Regions from separate parts of the Ovis aries genome. Here region 1 is linked to region 2. Evidence: chromatin contacts called from public Hi-C data. All regions are on one chromosome and are shown on one strand. Each heading gives the region's core, a stretch centred on a gene start, on an enhancer-like site or on the middle of the called end of the contact. The rest is flanking DNA. Distances are from core to core; before and after follow the strand shown.

The links. A called contact is a pair of places that touch in the nucleus more often than the background predicts.
Region 1: a contact with region 2 is called in a Hi-C map of omental adipose tissue, with 2.3 times the contacts expected there. The contact joins the enhancer-like site here to the promoter of MRGBP in region 2. A contact is called at or near these places in 7 of 16 Hi-C or Micro-C datasets (hypothalamus, liver, mixed tissues and 3 more).

Annotation. Positions count from the first base shown.
Region 1 is chr13:54,377,337-54,380,395 of ARS-UI_Ramb_v3.0, forward strand. It overlaps SLCO4A1 (solute carrier organic anion transporter family member 4A1), which reads right to left. Exons shown (of 12, transcript XM_015099785.4): 4 at 2,989-3,059; 5 at 2,500-2,611. Among named protein-coding and RNA genes, the nearest start is that of SLCO4A1, 15 kb to the right of the region's middle. Within about 2 kb of position 1,390, at least 9 of the 54 cell types and tissues checked have an H3K27ac peak or open chromatin away from gene starts, as enhancers often do. A contact at or near this core is called in liver, where this site is marked.
Region 2 is chr13:54,283,037-54,286,147 of ARS-UI_Ramb_v3.0, forward strand. MRGBP (MRG domain binding protein) reads right to left here and starts at 1,471. Exons shown (of 5, transcript XM_027976970.3): 1 at 1,170-1,471; 2 at 555-676. The coding sequence starts at 1,317.

The sequences.
Region 1 (3,059 bases), core at 140-2,639, 94 kb after region 2:
CTGAATCAGCCCTGGGGGCAGCTGGGAGGACCAGGAGAGGGGACTGGGACAGGCGGCTGTCATCATCCAGGACTGGGTGGCCGCCGGGAGAGGGGATCAGGGCCTGCAGGGGGGCTGACTCAAGCACCACCAGTGAAAGGGGGTGGTGGGAAGACCCATGGTTTGGAGCCAGAGACCCCTCCAAGGAGCCCCTGGTGGGCTTGACTGGTTCCCAACTCTTCTTGGTGGGCACTTGGGGGACAGTGGCTAGTGGGGTGACACTAGGGGCTTGATAAAGTGATGCAGGCTGGAGGCAGTTTCTCTTGGAGCCATGGGTCTTCTCAGGTGCCCACAAGTAGGCAAAGTCTGGTGACAAATGGCTGTGTTGACAGAGCCTGTCACAGCGGCTGAGGACGGCCGCCTTTGCTCCTATTCTCTGTGTCTGCAGCTGAGGCCTCATGAGCCTCCTGCCCGCAGAGCCAGCTCCTCAGACATTGCGGCTCACCCTCCCAGGAGGGAAGTCCCACACCCTGAGACACTCTGGGTCACACTCCTAGGAAGGAGACCCGCCCGGAGAACCAGCCCCTCAGACAAGAGTGTGACCCTCGCAGGAGGGAAACCCCGCCAGGCCCAGCCATCAGTGCACCTGTCAAAGCAGTTCTGACACCCTGACGCTGAAATGCTCTTCATTTTGAGGACACAGGCCAACAATAAATTGGATCCTGCCTAGTAGGAGCTCGCAGTGCGGTCACAGCCCCCGGGGGAGGAGATCGACACTAATGAAGTCACCCCACCCCCGCAGCTGCTCAGGTTAACCTCAGGGCAGCCTCTGTCTCCCTCCTGTTGCAGACAGAGGCCTGATTCCATTTTAGAACTGACGTCCAGGCTAGAAGACTTATGACCAGGCCTCTTTCTGGTCAACTGTCCGAGCCCCACGTACATGGAGGAAATAAGATGCAGAGGAAATGCTGTCTTGGTGAGGCTGTCTGGGACTAGACTGTGTGCGTGTGTGTGTGCCTATGTGCATGCACCTGTGTGCGTGTGTGTGTGCCTATGTGTGCATGTGTGAGTGTTTGTGTGTGTGCTTCTGTGTGTGTTTGTGTGTATGGTAGCTGGGAAGCCCTGGGTGTGACCAGTCCCTTCCCGGACCTACCCAGACCTGCTCAGGCTATGGGGATGCTCAGTGAGGCTCAGGCCAGGTGACTCTTCCCAGAAATACGTGAACTTCCTCATTTCTTAATCCCTGTCTATAGGTTCCTCAGCTGAAATTCCTGTATTGAACTTTGGCTCAGAGAACTAGTCACGACCTTGACAGAGGGCCATGTTCCTGGATTCCTTTTATCAGCAGCAGCCAGTTCAGGGAGCCAAGCCTGAGCAGAAATCTCCTTATCTCTGCACTTTGTCCCTGGGGCTATGGGGACCAGGCTGTTAACACCCGTGGTGCTGGCTCTGCTCAGAGAGAGTGGGTGGCCCTCCACCCAGCTCCACTGTGGTGTTGGGAGACAGGACGAGCGTGTCCCCAGCCAGTGCGGCCCTGGGGCGGTTCTGCCAGTCTCAGGGGCAACTCCGGAGTGGGTGGCTCTTCTGGGGGGTCTAACCAGGCAGCGAGCAGCCCAGGGTTTCCCTGACCCCACGTCATCCTCCCTGTGTTGAAGACAGACATCGGGGGCTCATTCTCACCGCTGACAGTATCCACCCCGCAAGGGGACATTCATGGGCTGAGGAAGCTGCGGGGCGGGTGGGCACTCAGTGAGGCTGAATTCAGGCAGGTAACTTGAGCGCCTCCTCCCCCTGCCTGGGAGAGCCCCTCACAGAATGCCCTGACGAGAGGCCCTGGCCCACTGGGAGCCCCCCCGAACACGGTCCCTCTGAGATCCCAGCAGCCTTGGCTGGGTTTGTCCTGACACAGTGAGGTCCGCAAAGTGAGGCCAGGTCACACATGACATACACAGGGCATCACTGCCCCAGAGGAGGCAGAGGCTGGATGGTCCCTCCCATGGAGCCCCGAGGGCACATGCAGGTGACTCCCAGGGAAATGAGCAGAGGACGGGTGGAGGGTGACTCCTGGCGGTGGGGTCAGCAGCTTCCCTGAGGACTGTGGACTCACTGTCTGCGGGACAACTCACCCTAGCATCAGGGGCTCACTTAGTAACCACGAGGAGGTACCAGGCGCAGCCCCCAGAACCTGCCATGCAGGAGTATGAACAGGCCCCTGTGTGTGGGTCCCTGGGTCCACAGGCCTGGGTAGTGGGGGGCAGGCGCTGTGGGGTGTCAGAACAGGCCCTCAGTGGCTCCATGCCAGGAGGTTCTGTCTACTGCTTCTTAATCTGTTTGCCTAAGTTTTGGAGCCAAAACTCGAAGGTTGCTGAGTCACGGGATGTATAGGGGGTGTGGACTTCCCACATGACCCTGGAGGGATCACAGGACTCTCCTAGCTGAGGGTGAAGACCCAGCATGTGGAGTACCCTAATGGGTCTGCAGGACACACAGGCACAGATGAGAGACCCCCAAGGTCCTTACAGAGGCAGGTCTCTGATGGTTTTCCCGAAGTCAGGGTTGCTGGTCACCTTGTGGCTACTGTCCTTCAGCTGGTATGTTTCAGATGCTTTCATGACCACATAGCGCTGGGAGCCTGAAAGGATGGGTGTTGGTGAGTGGCAGAGACCCAAGGCCCCAGTTCCTCTCCTGGGTGTGGGACCAGCTGGTAGACAAGGCTCCTGGACAGACACTAGCTGCACCGTAGTGACACACTGGCAGGGAAGGGGGGTGGGAGAGAGTCTGCAGGGCTCAACAGGGGACCAGAGGGAAGGAACTGAAAGGGGCGCACTTCTCCCATTGAAATAAGCCTCTCCCCTGGGTTCCTGAGCGGGTAAAGGTGGTAGGCATAGAGGAAGCTCACGGGTTGGGCCACCCTGCAGGAAGGCAGCATCGCCCAGTGGATGAAGGGAGGAGGAAGAGCAGGGGACAGCGTGTCCTGTCTCCCACTCACCTGGGGCGGGAAGCACCCACCTGGCAGCTGCCGTGGGTAGCCGAGGATGGGGACAGCGACGAGGAAGGCAGCAGCCCCAGCGCCCAGGAAG
Region 2 (3,111 bases), core at 221-2,720:
CCTGCTGCCACAGGGCCCTGACTCCTGCTGTTCCTCTGCAGGGAACACCCACCTGTCTTTTCTGCTGTCCTGGTTACCAAGTTGACCTGCTCTCCCTCAGACCCAGCATCTGGGGGTTCCCTGAGGGTGGTCTTCCCTGAGGGTTGGCCTAGTTCTCACAGAAACCACCATGTTCATCTCAATGTGACTCAGACCCGGTCACCTCCCTGCTTATAGCACTCGGGAGTTTTCCACAGGACTGACAACCTAAGAGCCCCCTCCCACACAGGCCTCAGCTCCCTAGTTATCTCCTGGAAAGATCTTAACTGAACCTCGACTCCCCCCCAAAATCTAAGGTAGATTCAGTGCAATAACTAGCTACTGTCACCAAGCTTGTGTTTTCATAAAACTACCCAGAGCTATCTTGTTTAACAACTGGTCACCTGTGGGACATCCTGGATGTCAAGGTAGGACGTGGTTGGTGGTGGGGGGTGGGGGGGGTGGGGACAAAGGCAGGGTAGGCGGTGTGGAGGGGGCTCCCTGCCAGCAGCTCTGTCTGCGGGGGTCCAGCTCACCAGTGCCTGCATGTCATACATGGTGCTCAGGTGGTCCCAGATGACCTTGGATGGGACCTGCCGACCGATGTTCTGGCTGAACTTGTCTCGGATACAGATCATGTGGAAGTGCCGGTTCACCCCTGCAGAAGGAAGGGGTCGGCTTGTGGGGGAGGGGTAGGCCAGCTGGTAGGGTAGCGAAGAGGTAGGGGGCAAGGGGGAGAGAGCGGGCAGTGGTTGCAAGGGTGTAGGGAGGCAAAGGTGGAGGGTGGAAGAGGTAGGAGGTGCAGCGGAGAGAGGTGGGAGAGGAAAAGGCAGGGGTGTGCAGCGGAGGTGTAACGAGGGCACAGGGGTGGGGGTGCACGTGAGGGCTGGAGTCAGCCGGGATGGGTGGCTGGGCACAGGAAGGGGGCAGAGTCGGGTGGGGGTAGGGTATAGAAGGGGGCAGCGTGGGCAGGAGTGGGGGACTGCTGGAGGAAGCATGGATGGGGTGCGCAGGTGGGGGCAGGGTGCGCAGGTGAGGGCACGGTCGGCGGGGTGCAAGCGCAGGAGGCCCCGCCCAGCGCGCGTCCCCGACCGTTGCCGGCCGCCCCGCCCCCACGCGGGTGGGCCGCCCCGGCGCGGCGCTCTGCTCACCGACGGGCTTGTGGCCCAGCATGGCGTGGAAGAGGCACACCTCCACCTCGGGGCTCCACACCACCGTCTCCTCGGCCGGGCTGGTGGCAGCCTCCCCAGGGCCCTTGTCGCCGGCCGCGCCGCCGCCGCCCACCTCGGCCTCCCCCATGGCCCCGCCGCCCAGCGACGAGCCCCGGGCGGGAGCGGGCACGGCCACGAGCTCCGCGCAGGCGCACTCGCGGCGTGGGCGCGCGCTCGACGGGCTCGCTCTCGGACTCTCCCGCGGCGCAGGCGCAGGCGCAGCTGAGCGCTGGGTCGCCGCGCCCCCAGGCGGCACGGTCTCGCGGCGCAGCGCCGGCAGAGCAGGCGGATCAGGCGAAGGAGTGGGTTTGCGTAGATGGATGGAAATGCCCTAAATTAGATTGTGCCCGTAGCTGCACAGCTCGGGGTAAACCCCGCTGAACTCTGCGCTTACGATGGCGGGATTGCAAGCTGCACCTCAGTAAGAAGCAAAGAAGAAAAAGAACAGGCGACCTACAGTTCCTGCGAGTGGGGGCTCCAAGGGCTTCCACTGCCTCCAGCTGACCCTTGGCCTGAGCGCTGCACAGAGAGGCTCCTGCACACCGGGGCAGGGACGTCGGGGTACAGCCTTCCCGCCTGGGGCCTCCAGGGTGACCAGCATTGGGCCCTGGGGGTTAACCCTGGTCGGGAGGGGCGGGGCCAATGGGGCGGCCGGCCTGGGCAGTCAGGTGACAAGCTCAAAGCTGCGCCCAATCAAGACCGCCGGCTCCTCCCCGCCCCGCCCCGCCCCATCCCCGCCCCCGAGGGCTTCTCCCCGGCCCTTCTCCGTCAGGCCACGCCCACGCGGTGCTCCGGGCGGTTACCCAAGGCGAGGAGCGCTCTTGCTCTTCGTCTCCCCCTGGGTGTAGACATAGGGTCGGCCTTCCGGGTCCCTTTCTGGCTCTGCGGCTTGCCAGCCGTGTGAGCCAGGCAAAACGCTGAGCCTCTCCAGGCCGCAGGTGTCCTCCTTGCAGTGCAACTAACGGCGGCGCCTTATCCTGGGGTGCCCTGGGCACACGCTCGCGCTTCTTAGCCGGCATTCGGAACCGCTCTGGCCAGCCTCACCCCCGGAACAGTGGGGACTCAGTCTTGTCCTCCCTTGTGTGAAGAGCGCTGCTGGTGATGCCAGTCCCCACAGAGTGGGGACATGTGGCCCAGGGAGGATTTCAGTGACCCAGTGCCACCGGCTGTCCTGGAGCCACGATGTGGAGGGACATTGTGACTTTGCTGGGCCTGTGCTTCTTTCCTCTCTCTGACCCACAAGTGGGGCTCCCCTCAGGGCTTGCTGTGAGGTGGAATGGAGCACAGCCCAAAGCCACTTCACTCGGGCTCTGTCACACAGAAAGCACTAACAGACAGTGGCCCTCATCATTAATCTCCCTACACTTCCCAGACACTTCAGGGTCCCTGCTCCTCCACCAGGTCCACCTTCTGCTCATTCTATCCCCACCCAATTCCTGCCTTCTTCAATCTGGAGAGCCTCCTCCTCTAGGAAGCTACCCCTGATGCCCACAAGACAGCCTCAGCCCATCTGTGCCTCTCATGCAATCTCTTCCTCCTGCCTGGGGTCACCTGGGTGCTGGGCTGTGTTTTCGTTCTCTCTGGTGGCCACTGTAGCTGAGCTGTGTTCAGCCAGCAGCTGTGGTCCACAGACACCCGGTTCCTTTCATTCCAGGCAGATCCTAGAATGTGTATCTTCAGTCAGACTCGATGCAGAAAGACAGGTTGGATGATCTGGGCAAAAGGAAACTGCCTTCTCCACATCTTTCTTACATGAAGCCTCCTGGGTACTGCCCATTTGTCTGCTTCACCAGGTTTGTGTGGGACTGTCTCTACCCATGAGTATTAAGCCGACCTCTGTGCCCAGTGTCAGGGTGGAGCTAAATGCCATGCTCAGCTGCCA